4 separate regions of the Mus musculus genome follow, and all the other regions are linked to region 1. The links are chromatin contacts, called in public Hi-C, HiCAR-type and promoter capture Hi-C maps. All regions are on one chromosome and are shown on one strand. Each heading gives the region's core, a stretch centred on a gene start, on an enhancer-like site or on the middle of the called end of the contact. The rest is flanking DNA. Distances are from core to core; before and after follow the strand shown.

What was found. Promoter capture Hi-C pulls out the DNA fragments that hold promoters and counts their contacts. A called contact is a pair of places that touch in the nucleus more often than the background predicts. HiCAR-type assays count read pairs that join an accessible place to other places.
Region 2: a promoter capture Hi-C map of the 3T3-L1 cell line shows a contact between it and region 1, with 5 times the contacts expected there. The contact joins two enhancer-like sites. A contact is called at or near these places in 6 of 39 promoter capture datasets (the 3T3-L1 cell line, cranial neural crest, frontonasal cranial neural crest and 2 more), 3 of 484 Hi-C or Micro-C datasets (the 3T3-L1 cell line, embryonic fibroblasts and granulosa cells) and 1 of 115 datasets of contacts at active chromatin or transcription factors (embryonic fibroblasts).
Region 3: a contact with region 1 is called in a HiCAR-type map of embryonic stem cells, with 5 times the contacts expected there. The contact joins two enhancer-like sites. A contact is called at or near these places in 4 of 39 promoter capture datasets (cranial neural crest, frontonasal cranial neural crest, maxillary cranial neural crest and 1 more) and 2 of 115 datasets of contacts at active chromatin or transcription factors (both in embryonic stem cells).
Region 4: a Hi-C map of the 3T3-L1 cell line shows a contact between it and region 1, with 2.7 times the contacts expected there. The contact joins two enhancer-like sites. A contact is called at or near these places in 3 of 484 Hi-C or Micro-C datasets (the 3T3-L1 cell line and embryonic fibroblasts) and 1 of 115 datasets of contacts at active chromatin or transcription factors (embryonic fibroblasts).

What each region holds. Positions count from the first base shown.
Region 1 is chr13:4,769,895-4,773,481 of GRCm38.p6, forward strand. No RefSeq gene overlaps it. Among named protein-coding and RNA genes, the nearest start is that of Gm40658, 46 kb to the left of the region's middle. Within about 2 kb of position 1,732, at least 305 of the 459 cell types and tissues checked have an H3K27ac peak or open chromatin away from gene starts, as enhancers often do. A contact at or near this core is called in embryonic stem cells, where this site is marked.
Region 2 is chr13:5,201,233-5,204,819 of GRCm38.p6, forward strand. No RefSeq gene overlaps it. Among named protein-coding and RNA genes, the nearest start is that of Gm24790, 13 kb to the left of the region's middle. Within about 2 kb of position 1,704, at least 16 of the 459 cell types and tissues checked have an H3K27ac peak or open chromatin away from gene starts, as enhancers often do.
Region 3 is chr13:5,184,003-5,187,589 of GRCm38.p6, forward strand. No RefSeq gene overlaps it. Among named protein-coding and RNA genes, the nearest start is that of Gm24790, 4.1 kb to the right of the region's middle. Within about 2 kb of position 1,714, at least 10 of the 459 cell types and tissues checked have an H3K27ac peak or open chromatin away from gene starts, as enhancers often do. A contact at or near this core is called in embryonic stem cells, where this site is marked.
Region 4 is chr13:5,058,792-5,062,378 of GRCm38.p6, forward strand. No RefSeq gene overlaps it. Among named protein-coding and RNA genes, the nearest start is that of Gm24790, 130 kb to the right of the region's middle. Within about 2 kb of position 1,635, at least 16 of the 459 cell types and tissues checked have an H3K27ac peak or open chromatin away from gene starts, as enhancers often do.

The DNA of each region.
Region 1 (3,587 bases), core at 482-2,981:
CTTCCAAACGCTGACACCATTGCATACACTAGCAAGATTTTGCTGAAAGGACCCAGATATAGCTCTCTCTTGTGAGACTATGCCGGGGTCTAGCAAACACAGAAGTGGATGATCACAGTCAGCTATTGGATGGGTCCCACGGCCCCCAATGGAGGAGCTAGAGAAATTACCCAAGGAGCTAAAGGGAACTGCAACCCTATAGGTGGAACAACAATATGAACTAACCAGTACCCGGGAGCTCTTGTCTTTAGCTGCATATGTATCAAAAGATGGCCTAGTCGGCCACCACTGCAAATAGAGGCCCATTGGACTTGCAAACTTTATATGCCCCAGTACAGGGGAACGCCAGGGCCAAAAAGGGGGAGTGGGTGGGTAGGGGATTGGGGGGGTGGGTATGGGGGACCTTTGGGATAGCATTGAAAATGTAAACGAGGAAAATACCTAATTATAAAAAAAAGAAACAGAGCTTTAGCACTTAAGGCTAAACACTGACATTTCTAGACACAGGACATCACTTACGCAAGAGAGAACAACATTCGTTTCTTATGTTCTTAACAAAACCCACCAGTTACACATTACACACTCATCCATTAGAAAGATGATGATTTAGCAGGGTTCTAGATGCTCACTCATGTGTGTGGTGGTGAAGATGTTTCTGCAAAAGTCACTTCACTTTACCCACAGTGCCAGTTGTTACATTTCAGCAATTTTTATGTACTTTCCACAAGACTTTGTATTTCCCTTTCAGCAATCCTTCTACTTTGAGATACCTTTTCTTCTGGGTTTTTGTATGGACATCTTAAGAACACATAACACAAGTATCTTTATTTAAGAATGTGAGATCAGTCTGTGTTCAGCACAGTATTATTGTGGGCTTTTATTCATAAATTGCTCTTAAAGCATATAGAAAGAGAACAGAACAAAAAAGTATGGTAAGAATTTTTTGAGAATATTTTTCCTAAGATTGTGTGTGTGTATATGTGTGTGTGTCTGTGCATGTGTATACACATACACACACACACACACACACACACACACACACACACACACATATATATATATATATATATATATATATATATATATATATTTGTGCTTGATATATATGTATTACTCATTAAATGTATTCATTAAAGTTGATGTAATGCTCCTTCACGGTTATTGTTTTTAAAGCTGTCCTCTTTTGAATAGCTTGAAGGTCCTTCAGGAATTGCAAGCTCTGTTGTGAAACAGAATGTTCATATCGTCCTGTTACTCTTTGGCTCTGCTAGTTCGCTGATTAAAATAGGCTCACGCGCAGGACGCTAATCTCTGTTTATAGAAAATAGCAAACAGATGGAGAAGCAATGATGAGTAAAAATAGACCCTTTCCTCCAGCAGATCTTTTAACACATAGATGTCAAGAAAGCCAAGAAGTCAGTGAAACCTAGTCTGGTGTTCCCTACACTACCCTGAAGTGACAAATCGCATAATGACAGGGATCCGTTTGCTCCTGAGGCAACAGCTAAGCGGGACTTCCAGTACTTTCTATTATAGGTGGCTTTTTCATTGCAACCTCCATTTACTTGGCAGGGCCTCTGGAATCTCTGACTGGAACTCTGAATGAACACTCCTCTTGTTTGAATCCTGCTGATCCCCCAACTGTAACTGGATCAGCTGACATCACCAGTGTGCTGAGCCCTGTGAAATGTCTCTGTAATTGGACTCCACTCTTGAGTCAGAGCTTGGTAAACCCTGGAGAGGCGCTGTGGTCCGCGTGCTCAGCATGACTCATGCCTCTAGTGCCTGGAGACTGTTGCTATGTGAGACTTCCTGTTAAGTGTTTACTTCTTACAGTGGGTTTGTCCTGTCCCAAGAGCTATTTGGATTTGGTATGCGGGGTGGGGTGGGGTGGAGTGGGGTGGAGTGGAGTGGGGGCAGGGGCAACTAGGGCAAAGGATTTGCCTTTTTCTTCTGAAAACAAGGATCCTGGGAGAGTCAGCTCTGAGTTAACTTCCTTAAATGGTCTGGCAGCTCATGTTTACAGGAAGAGGAAAATCTGGGAAATGCTGATAGAAGTCATAAATGCAAGGAGGGAAAAATAGCATAGTTGAGGTCATATGCAGGTGCCTGAGGGTTATTTTTTTTTAATGCCTATTTGTGTCATTCTTATGCCAAACATGCTTTAAATTATTCAAAATGGTTTTATTTAGACTGCTTTTAAAATTAAATAAACATTTTAAAGTTTTCAGTCAAAACTCTTCTGTGACAAATTAAGGAACATTGAAGAAAAGGCATAGAGACAACCTACCAGGTAGCACTTTACAATTGTGAAATCATTTTCTTTTCTGAATGATAGGTAGCTATAAGACACGGTGGCGGTTGAATAAACATTTAATCAAAACCAATATACGTTTATGTGAACATGTGTTTCTACACGTGGTTTTATAGATAGAAGTGGAGACTGGATAGAAGGCCAGTATATTACAAGGAAATGGGATTTGATTCTTCAACAGTGCTCAGATCATTCAGGCGTATGAATATACTGGATTGTGATGCAACCTTGGTAATAGGGAGTTCAAGCCAACTCTATTCTCAGAGTCATATGAATTCAGCTTAGTTCACATTGCCAAGGCACACTGGCAACTGCAGCTGACACAAGAGATAATCCATGTGTCAGCCAAGAACAGATAAAGAAGAGTATGAGATTCTTGGAGCTAACTCAGGCTGGGAACAGGAGAGGTGTTCATTGCTGTTCTGTAAACAGCAAAGACAGGAGCAGAATAAGGAGAATGTCATGTTGAACCTGTGAGTCACAAGACCAGAACTAAAACAAAGCCCTCGGGGGCCATATACACCCCAAGAAGCCAAAGGGGTGCTTTGGAGAAAGTCTAACTTCATTGTGCTTATAGAGTAGAGTGGTTAATGGAGCCAGCATTATGAACCTGCATATACAGCTCTTTCTTGTTCCTTCTCAAGAACAGTAGCTTTTCAGAAAGTTGAAGGAAAAAAAATAGCAAGTATTGGAAGAAGGTGTTACAGTAACTAGTACTGTATGTTTACTTTGCCTAGAAAGGATCTCATGCCATCCAGGCTGGCCTATTGAGGTTGGTCTTCACCTTTTAATCCTCTATGTGCTATTTCTCTTTTGTGAGGATTAGAGACATGATACCACCTTGCACCATTTAACGTATGTTGGGCATTGAACCCAATTGTAGAAATAATATTTCAGTATTCACAGAGCCAGAGAGGGCAATCCTCAGATTATGGGTTTTAAATGCAACCACTTGTATCATCATTAATACATACATCATAGAGTGGCTTTCTGTATGCATTTATATCTGAAAGACAACTTCAGTTAATTAAAAGGAACTTTGCCCTTCCTTTGTCTTTGACTGTTTTGGTCACATACTATCATTTCATCAGGAATAAAATAGCCTAATTCTTGTTTTGAATGAGAAAACGTACCTTGGTGGCTTTAATATGACTTTTGCTTATTAAATCATTTATTTTCTTATGTCATTAATTTGTAAGATTCAGCTCTTAGACTATGTTCAGCAAGTTCCATGCATGATCCATGGTGCATATGTTCTCATCTGCTGACAGAC
Region 2 (3,587 bases), core at 454-2,953, 430 kb after region 1:
GCATACTGGTTTGTGATTGTACAAATTCAGTATGGGCACCACTTGGTGCAGAGATACTTACTGCAAGGGAAGGTCCGGCTTGACCATTTCTGAGTTTCCTGTGAGATAAACCCGGTTTGAAAGAGGTTGGTACCAAATTTTGGTTAAAAATAAAAAATATTTTCCGGCTCTACCTCGCCTCCCCAAAAGGTACCGAGAGCCACATGTGTGGGTTTTACCCACGGGAGGAATCGGGTCCATGTCCACCCAAGCCAAGGTTAAAAGCCCACTCATCTACGGATGAGAAAATCATTTGATCACCTCAGTTAAGCGTTGCCTTATTTAACTTAATTAATAGGGGGGGAGAGAGATTGGAGACGTACTATTGAAAGGGCAAGCCCTTCACTGCCTCCCACCCAAATAAAAGAGCCGGTCGAACGCCTTCTCCCTGTTTCCCACCTATCTTCCAAAAATGCGGAAGAATATCAACTTAGTGTTATTTTCACATCGTTCAGTCAAACTTAGCCAGAGTTCCAACGCCCTACTTAAAATTCAACTAAAAAGTTACCTACCAAGTACTAATTAGCATTATAAAGTCAGAGTCTGCAGCTCCAGGCCTTTCAGTTAGTTGTTTACTAGAAAGGACAGTCTTAAGCCAGATACAGTTTACCATAAGAAAAGTTAAAGAATCCCAGTGAAGCAAGTTTTCTCTTTAGCCCTAGATTCCAGGCAGAACTATTGAGCATAGATAATTTTCCCCCCTCAGGCCAGCTTTTTCTTTTTTTTAATTTTGTTAATAAAAGGGAGGAGATGTAGTCTCCCCTCCCCTAGCCTGAAACCTGCTTGCTCGGGGTGGAGCTTCCTGCTCATTCGTTCTGCCACGCCCACTGCTGGAACCTGAGGAGCCACACACGTGCACCTTTCTACTGGACCAGAGATTATTCGGCGGGAATCGGGTCCCCTCCCCCTTCCTTCATAACTAGTGTCGCAACAATAAAATTTGAGCTTTGATCAGAATGAAATTGTCTTAGCTCCGTTTTTTCTTCCGCCCCGTCTAGATTCCTCTCTTACAGCTCGAGCGGCCTTCTCAGTCGAACCGTTCACATTGCGAGCTGCTGGCGGCTGCAACACATTATAATACTTAAGTTGGTCTCAAGACCTTATGGCTTACTTATTTTAAGACTCTTGATATGGCATCAGGAGTACCAGCTCTAAATTTCAACAGAACCATTCAGATAAGCCAATTTATGAGTTGCTTTGACTGAGCTACTTTTTTATCTGGTCTATGATGATTGGTGTAAAAACTTAAACATGTAAAATTACATACATGTATAAACACACAAATGCACACAAAGCAAAATCTAGATGCCATGGGAAAGATAGGTGGGTTGTATCAGTATAGGTATCTTGATTGTAATAGTGTACCATCATTTTGCATAGCATTAACAATAAATAATACCTCTTACAATTTCATGTCAAGCTACAATTACCTCAAAAAGCTGTTCAGTTAAAAGCAGAAACAATAGGACTGACTAAGCCAAAGTTACTTTTCAGGCCCATGGGAAATGGGGAGACAATTGTTCTGGACTAAGAGAATAGCTAGTAGGGTTTATAGAGAGGTACCTTCCATCAGCTGTAAACAAAGCTTAAACCGAAAGGCTAAGGGCATTACCAAACACTGAATATCAGTAGCTGAGCTTCACTTGGTATGCTGGACACATTTTTCTAATTAAAGAGCCATTTCTTTTGCACAGATGTTTTCAATTTAACAGACCACACTAATGTACAGAATGCTGGAACAGCCTTTCTCATTTTCAGTGACTGCATCTCTTCCCTAAGCCAAAAGAGTTAAATCTGTAGATTTTAGTTTTAATGAGTGTTTTTTTTAATACAAAACACATCCAACAAAAATATAACACATTTTACCAAAAAGTAGCTTTATTTTGAAAACTAATTAGTTTACATAAAACAAAACCTAAAATACACCAAAAACAAAAAACAAAAAAATGAGCAAAACCTATGAAATTAATTAATCAACTTTATAAAGCTAATAAAATTCCGATTCTGTCAATGTCTCTGATTCTATGATTCTGGTAACTTCTGTGTCTTATGACTGGCTCCTGGTAATCCCTGATTGATAACTATTGCGTATCCAATCAAGGAATTCAGAAGACTAGAGAGAAGGAAATAAACTCCACTGGCCATTCTGTTAAATAAAGCTAATGGCTAAGACTGTTTTCATTTTAGTTTAAACATCATTTACTTTTGTCATGTGGGGATAGTGTAACTGGATTATAACTATTTATAAGACAGAAGCTTACATTTTGATCGTACATTTCCAAACCTGTGCAGTTCCTGACCTGACACATGACACAAGACAGTATCTGTCATCTTTATACTCTCTCTTAGTAGAGAACCCCATCTCAGGGTAATGGGTGCTTTTGTGTCTGACTATTTTATCCCATCCTTAGGAAATTGAGGCTTATTTAGTTGGAATTAAAACGTGTTCTCCCAAATTGGGTTATGTTCCCTGATTCTTATATATAACAGTTCATATATGCTTTGTGTTTACAATGGAAACATATTGTTTTGATACTGGAACCCGAAGCAAAGTTAATGAACTATCATAAGCAATGAACCAATGCTGCTTGAACATGACTTTGGGCAGATAATAAGCTCTCACATCTGTTAGACACATAGACATAGTGAAACTTCAATGTGATGAGCTTTAGCTTTTCTGTCAACATACAAGTATCCCAGTTGCATCCCATGCTTTCTGACACTGATTTTTGTGCATCCCTTTCTTTTTATGAAGCTTAGAAACATATAATTTACACCAAAATAAAAACTTATTGAATCTCAGTTCTTTTGTAACTTGTACTTTGCAGCTTATATTACATCATGGTCATTCACATGGATTTATTCCTTATCCTCATAAAATCCTTAGCCTTGACCTGTCTTTGTTATGATCACCACAAGCTTAATTAGGTACAGAAACAAAACAACTTCCAGAAAAAGCTTAAGAATAAACGGCTGTAGCAACCACATGTTGTGGAATCTTTAAATCACTGTACTTTAATGTCAGCCACAGTTACTCATGCCTTTAATCTCAGCAATCAAGAGACCAAGGCAAGAGGGTTGGCATGAGTTCAAGGCCAGTCTAGACTGGAAAAATAAAACCCTATCTCAATAAATGGGAAAATAACCCAAAGCTGAGGAGTTATTGACCAAAGTCAAAAACGACTGGAGAAGGGTAAAGGGTCAGTTTTCCTTAGGGGTGTGGTCCCTGGTAGGCTCCCACACTCCAGTGAATTGTCATGAAACCATACATATATAGGAAGTTCTAACTCAACACAGTGGGTTATTTTAAAAGAGGAGACAGACAGACAGACACACACACACACAGGGAGAGGGAGAGAGGGAGAAAGGGAGAGAGAGAGAGAGAGAACATGCTATTGAGAGAGAGATGAGTGGGGATGGGATATAAGAGACATTGGACAGAAGAGAATGGCATGGATATGGTAGAAATACATTGTACGAATACAAGAAATTCTCAAAGGATAAATTATTAAGCAAAATATAATTTAAAAGAAGGGGAAAATGTTAAT
Region 3 (3,587 bases), core at 464-2,963, 410 kb after region 1:
ATCTGACAGCACACCTAAAAGCTCTAGAACAAAAGGAAGCAAATTCACCCAAGAGGAGTAGATGGCAGGAAATAATCAAACTCAGGGCTGAAATCAATGAAGGAGGAACAACAATATGAACTAGCCAGTACCCCCAGAGCTCATATCTCTAGCTTCATATGTAGCAGAGAATAGTCTAGTCAGCCATTAATGGAAGTAGAGGCCCTTTGTCTTGTGAATATTATATGCCCCAGTATAGGGGAATGCCAGGACCAGGAGGCAAAAGTGGGTACTTTGGGGAGCAGGGGGAGGGGGATGGTTTAGGGGATTTTCAGAGAGGAAACTATGAAAGGAGGCAGTATCTGAAATGTAAATAAAGAAAATATCTAATAATAAAAAATAAAAATACTTCATCACAAACTCTGACTATGTGATACTCAATTCTATTTTACCCAATTTTATAACTAAACGCACCGGAGATAATTGTGTTCTTGAGTTGTAGGAGATGTTAGAGTTCTTTTTCTGGCCTGCTGTGATATCTGGAGCCAGAGAAGGTTGTGGATATTACTAATTAATTGGCTCCATCCTTTGCAGAAGCCATCATAAAAAGGTCTGATTGATTAAATAATACCTTTAGTCAGTAATGAAGAATGGAAGCTATTGTGAAGTTGAATTTTGTTAAAATGAAGCTATTTCACTTTAGTGGCTCTTAAAGGAAATTAGAGCTTCTTGGAAGAGAAACCTTCAGAATTACTTATAACTGCATTACTAGTATTGGTTAAGATGTACAGGTTAGGTTATTGTGGTCTGGATAGATAACAATTTAACTTACAGAAATTAATTATTTATGAGAAAGATTTCTTTATGGGGAAAACTAGAATGCTTAAGAGTACATGAAATGACAGAAAAACTAGCTAATCACTTCCTTGTTTTGGGGTAGAAGTACAGTGAAATCCATGTGAAGTGGGACCTTCTGGATGGCTATACTAATATGCATCACTGAATGATATTCTGCATCAACATATGACCTTGCTTACATACATGACCTTTCTTGCAGCACACCCTCTTATGTCCCTTGTCTGCGTAGGACGGGTCTCTGGGTGCAGATGGGCAAGGAGTCAGCCAATGACAGACAGATCAACATTCGAAATTGTGTAGAATCTGAATGTATTGTCACAAAGTGAACACCAGTCTTATATAATACAGAAAATAAAGGGGGTAGGAAGTCGCAGCAGGCAAAGTACATTGAAGTTACCTGACACAAAGGAATGACTTCAAAAGGACTTACAGGAACCAGGTAAATGTTTACAATAAAGATAAAGCAATCCTGCCTAGGGTCAGCTTAAAGACAGGTAAGGATTTCACACCCTAGTCACAATTAGTGCTACTCCTTTGAGCCTTGTGAAAGCTAGCACCAGGGGGTTCTGCTCTTCTCATGAATAATGCAATACCACAACCCCCATTTCCTAGGCCCTGATAAATTCTTGCGTGAGTGTAACTTTTAAGTATCTGTGGAGAATCTCCATTTGTCAGAAGAATTCACCAACTTGCTTGTAATATGAAATGTAGCCTGCTTTACCTGGCTGTAGTGAAGATCCCTGTCTCAGTGGGATTCCCTAACTTTTACAAGGTAAACCCACCTATTAGCTAGGCCATTGTGTATGGGTGAGACTGGCTACTGCCTCAAGTAAACACTCTGCAGACTAGCCCTGAGCTATTCTAGCTCTGTTCTTTGTAATGCTTAATTAGGTTCACTGTCTCTACTAGAAGTAAATTTGAATGTTACTGAATAGGTAACCTCACTGAATTCCTACTGAATTCCCAGTTGTTTCAAGTGTTTTCTGTGACATTGGAACACACTGGCAAAGGCTTAGCTATGTCAGAATTCAATCTTAAAAGGCACTTATAATGAGGTAATACTAAAAGAGAGCACATGGATCCGTACACTAGACTAATGCAGGGATAGGGTATGAGTATATGGGTTATGAGAACACCAAAGTTCCAGGAGGTGTATTTCCGTGAAACTCTTTGCCTCGTGAGTGCTCCCAGGCCTCTCAGCCTGCCAAGCAAACTTCACTGTAGTGTGTGTAGCACATGCTGACAAACTCTTTGCTTAGAAAAACAGATGTTTTCTGTGCATATTTATACAGAAAGATAAGTAGACAATTTGTACCTGAGAAGCATCATTTATATTTTCTCTTCCTGTTCATTTACAGATAAATGTACACAAGGTTGCACACATAGGTTGCTGGTGTCCTTTTGTAAATTAGAAGTAGGCCCATGATACCAGGCAACTATGATTTATCACTTGCTCAACACACTATCATATTAGTACTAATTGTACACTTTATCCAATCTACCTACCTCTCAAAAAAAATCAACATTCAACAATGGTCTAATTTTCCATTTCACAGAGAATTAAAACAATAAAATATGTCCTCTAGTGAATGAACTTGTTCTCAGTTGTCTAACTCCTCCTTCATCATTGTCTTCCACAACTTCCTGTCTTCCACACAAAGGATGTCTGTGTACATTACAGGTCTGTGTCACAGCTCTTCCCATGACCTTTTTTTTTTCTAGCATCACCTTTATTACTTTCACTCATTCTCTTGACATGATGAACATCCACAAAGAATCAGTTCTTGTTCAGCATGATGACTCACTTCCTGCAACAAGAAGTTGAGGCAAAGAAGTTACAAGTTTGAATTCTATCCTGGGCAACTTAGTATGACTTTGACTTAAAATAAATATTCTATATTAGAAAGCTTAGTACACAGTTATTATGCTTAAAGCCTTGGACATAAACCCCTCATACCATAAAACAAAAGGAGAGATAGAAGAAAGAAAAAGAATCATATTTAATTAGTTTCCTAGATGAGAGACTATCAAATCCAAGGCCATTTGCATACTAAGGAACTATTCTACCACTGACTGCCCCTATTTTGAAGGAAATCTCCCTTCAAACTCCTAGACAGTTCTCAATTTCTTCTCCAGAATCACATTGCCTGAACACTGTTTATTCTCTTTTTTCTTCTCTTTCATGTCATCACAAATCTAGTATACTCTGTCCATTCTTCAGGGGTATTTCTTCTTGGTGCAAAAGGAAGGGGAATTATGCTTGTAAAACAAAGATCAACACACACTGCAGAGCTTCCCATTCTCAGTAGGTCTGCAACAACTCCTAGTGGAGTTTGTCATCAACTTCATAGTGATACCTTGAGGTTAGGCACCATTCTGGGGAATTATCATCACCATTCATGGGACTCCTTATCATATTTGACATATAAAGCAGATTATACAGAAAGAAGTAACCACAAAGTAAGCTTATTTCCATTTGTTCTTCACTTATTTTCTGATCATATCCAAATTAAAATAAAGGAACCTACCTAAAATAAATCAGCACCTACCTCCAGTGTAGACAGGAAAAAACAAACAAACAAACAAACAAAACAAAACAAAAAAAACAAAAAAAAATAACTCAAATTGGGGACAGTCAGATTTTGAATAGAACACTACTGTTTATACATTTTATGTGCCAACATCATCATCGTTCAGTATTTTGAGTATCGGATGTTGTTTATGTGTTGTTTTGTTTTATTGTCAGTCAA
Region 4 (3,587 bases), core at 385-2,884, 290 kb after region 1:
AACAATAAGAAAAAGGTAATTTAAAAAGTCAATTGAGAAAATATAGTTTACTTGCTTTGTAAAGTAAACAAGCTAATAATGTTCCTATTGTATCTATAAGAGAAAGTGTCTGGTAGATCTGGCTCTCTGTTTGAGGAAAAAAAAAAGTCCTTTCTCTGCCTCTCTTATCCATGTCTAGAATTAAAATGGCTCAGCTGGAAGTGACAGCCACCTCTTGACACAGGTCATGCATCACACCCGAGGTTCTCCTTACACTTTGCTTCTATGAAAAACCAGAAGAATCGGCTGTTTTTGACACACGTTTACAAACATTATATTCGAACATTGTCAAAATGAATCTTTTTGAGAGCCATGGCAGTTTTAAAGGTCACTGATAACTAGGTTTCTTGTCAAATACAGGGAAATTATACTGGGGGGAAAAATCACTATTTTACCAAAAAGCAGTAGAAAATGTCAGAGTTTAATGGTGAACTGAACCCAACCTTATTATTTGGGGGATGAGTGTTATTTCTGTTGATTCTTTTCTGCTTTTCTGTGTCTAGTGGGGCTTTCTTTCCTACCTTTACTCTGCTGAATGAATGGAATATTTCTGTAAATATTTTATTGGAATCTCACAGGATTTTATCTTGACCTATTTTTTTCTCCTGGTTTATATTCAGCAAAATTTGATAGTAAAATTTGCTACGGTTGGGCCTATAATACTTAAAATCGTGTCTTCTCCATGAAAACTGTGTCTTCACTATCAAAGTGAGTCAGTGCTCCTCTTGGCACCTTATGTAGAGAGAGGTTTCCAGCAAGCACAGAATTAAGTGGTATCAAAGCCAGGTCCAGTCATGGTTATCCTAAAACAAAAGATTTAATTGATACAGAGTGTGTGTTCTGTATTGAAAGAATGTATTATAGCAAACTATTTACTCATTCCATTCAATGTTTACATATGGAATATGATATAATTGCTTATAGTTGATTGCTGGAAATAACAACGAAGTTATATTTAGAGATTATCAGTAATATACATGAAAGACTTGAATGAATCCTTCATATCATGGTACAGTTTCAATGCAGAGAAAGTAAGAGAGGAAGAGAGAAGGAAGGAGGGGGGATTGGGTGGGGCTCAATTTCTAAGTTTTCATTTAACAGGTAAGCCATACAATCCCAGGGGACATTTATCCCCTTTAATAACATGAATGTGAGTATTTATTATGCTGTGACTTTGTCAAGGGAGCTTAGCAACGAAATAAGATAACAGCTGTATATTTTGTAGAGAAGTTTGCTTAAAGAGGCAGTTGCCATGGGAACACTTGCCAATAGCAATTTGATTTTGTGTTGTAAGAAGCTGATGAGTTTACTTTGTCTAGATTATTTTTTTTTCATACTGAAAAATTCTTGATATGGGGGTGGTTGTGTGGATTAATCATTTCTGGCTAATTTATACATTTAAAATTTTCATGTCCGTTGCATGTCACAGTGGAAGTAGAGAAGACTAGTTCAGACACTTCACCAATTAATCTCATATCAAAAATTTCCTGTGCTTTCAAAGGACTGAGATTGCTTCAGTTTTTGCACTGTGGCTCTGCTTCTGGCAAATGAGTCACGTTCAATTATAAGTCCTCAGAAATTCACTTAAAATAGTTGCAGCTGGGAGATGTAAAAAAAATCTTATGAATGAGCAAAAATGAAGTGAATAATGCTGCACAAGGAAGACTCTCAATGAAAAATCTGGTAAACAGTCCTGTGAAAGAATGAAAACGGGAAGCAGATGTTGCCTGATAAGACTGCTTACTTACTGGGAGATACCAGCATGGATCTGCTCTGGTTTCAAGTAAATTTTAGCTAAGCTAGTTTCTCTCGGCAGGTGGCTTGGCTTCAGCAAACTCAAGGATCTTGATCAAAAGATGAAGTGCACTTTTACTTTGAAAGTTACACAGATATTTGTTTTATTCAAGTCCAGGCATGTAAGAGAGCCAACAGTCACATGTCTGTGGAGTGTGGTTTGCTCATATGGTCTCATTATATCTACATACCAATGTCAATACAGCATATCCACAAAGTCTGGACAAAGAACAAACTTTTATGTCTTGCCACAAGCAGTTCCCTACTCCAGACTTCCTTGCACATCCATCCTTCATTAGAAAACCTTCAATTACTCAGATTCTCACACATAGTTTTATAGAAACTTATATGAGATTATCTACTATGTTTAAGCTTAGGAAAAGCTTCTATCAACCAAGATTCAAGACTACATTTTAGAGATATTAACCCTGAGCACTGAGAAAATATTCCAGGAACAAATTGAAAAAAAAATGTAGAAGTACTACAAGTATTAAGACACTTTCAAAATATTAATTACTCAAATAAAACCTGGTTTCCAGAGATGGATCTTTTCTCAAATCAAGAAATAAATTAATCTTCGTGCACATGTGTCATCGTTCCCCAGGCGGAGTGGCCCAGATGTTGATCTCCTCTTTATCTTTCTTGTCTTCACAGCAGATGATTTCAGAGAAGCATATGAGGAATCCATTTGATATAAAGTGACTCCTTATGTGTTTGAGGACGTGTTTGGATCATTTAAGCTTCTGTTAGGAGAAACTGCATCTCATTTTAAGAAGTGGTGTTATCATGGGTTGCATCGGTTTGTCTTATCTTGGAAGAACTAGTATGAACCAGCCTAGGAAAGAACAAGGCATCATTCAGAATAATAACAATAGTGACCATTCAGTAAGCATGTGTTGTCTCACAGTGATGTTTCAAAGCAACTGGTTCACTGTGTTTTCCATGTAGCCCTCTGAGGAAGTTATGATATTATCCTCACTTTGGAGATCAGGTAACTGAAGCATTGTGGGGTCACATTTATTTTCAAATTTTTCTATGTGGGCCTATGGAGGACTTCTAAGTTAGGACATTTTAATTTGGAAGCTCTGCTGCTAACCTTATCATCATCCCGAGTATGCTTCATTTCTCCTTTAAAGGATACTTCAGATCATTCTCCATTCTAATCATGATTTCCAATGAGTCAATAAAGATGTCCAAGAAAAAAGCTCTAGAAAAACCCTGGTTCACCACTTGCATCAAATTCTCCATGGACTTTTCTTATTTAATTCTTCAGTATTTTAAAGGCTCTATTATACTCACAACATTGACTGCTTTATATTTTATGTTTTGAGAATTTTTAAGGTGTATTTTATGACATTCTTGTTTCTCCTGCTCTGACCCATCCTTCATCCTTGCCATCTTCTCATCCAACTTCATGTTAATATAATCAGTCACTCCATTGAAGAGAATTGGTTTTTCCCTGTCCCAGAAACTATCATTTGTTAATATCTTCTTGGTTAGGGAGTGGAACTTGTTCCCACTTCCTCTCCTGTATTCTTGGAATTTTTGTGACTTCAGCTTGTGCATGGCTTATGCATACTCTCATAGTCACAAAGTGTGAATTTATACTTGCATCTGCCCTGCTGTGTCTGACAAGTGTCATTTCCTTACAGATTTCCACCACCTCTGGTTCTTAGAATTCGTTCAATCCCTCTTAAACAAAGAACCCTTAACCTTGATAGAAAGGTATAATAAAGATATCCCATCCAGTCTCT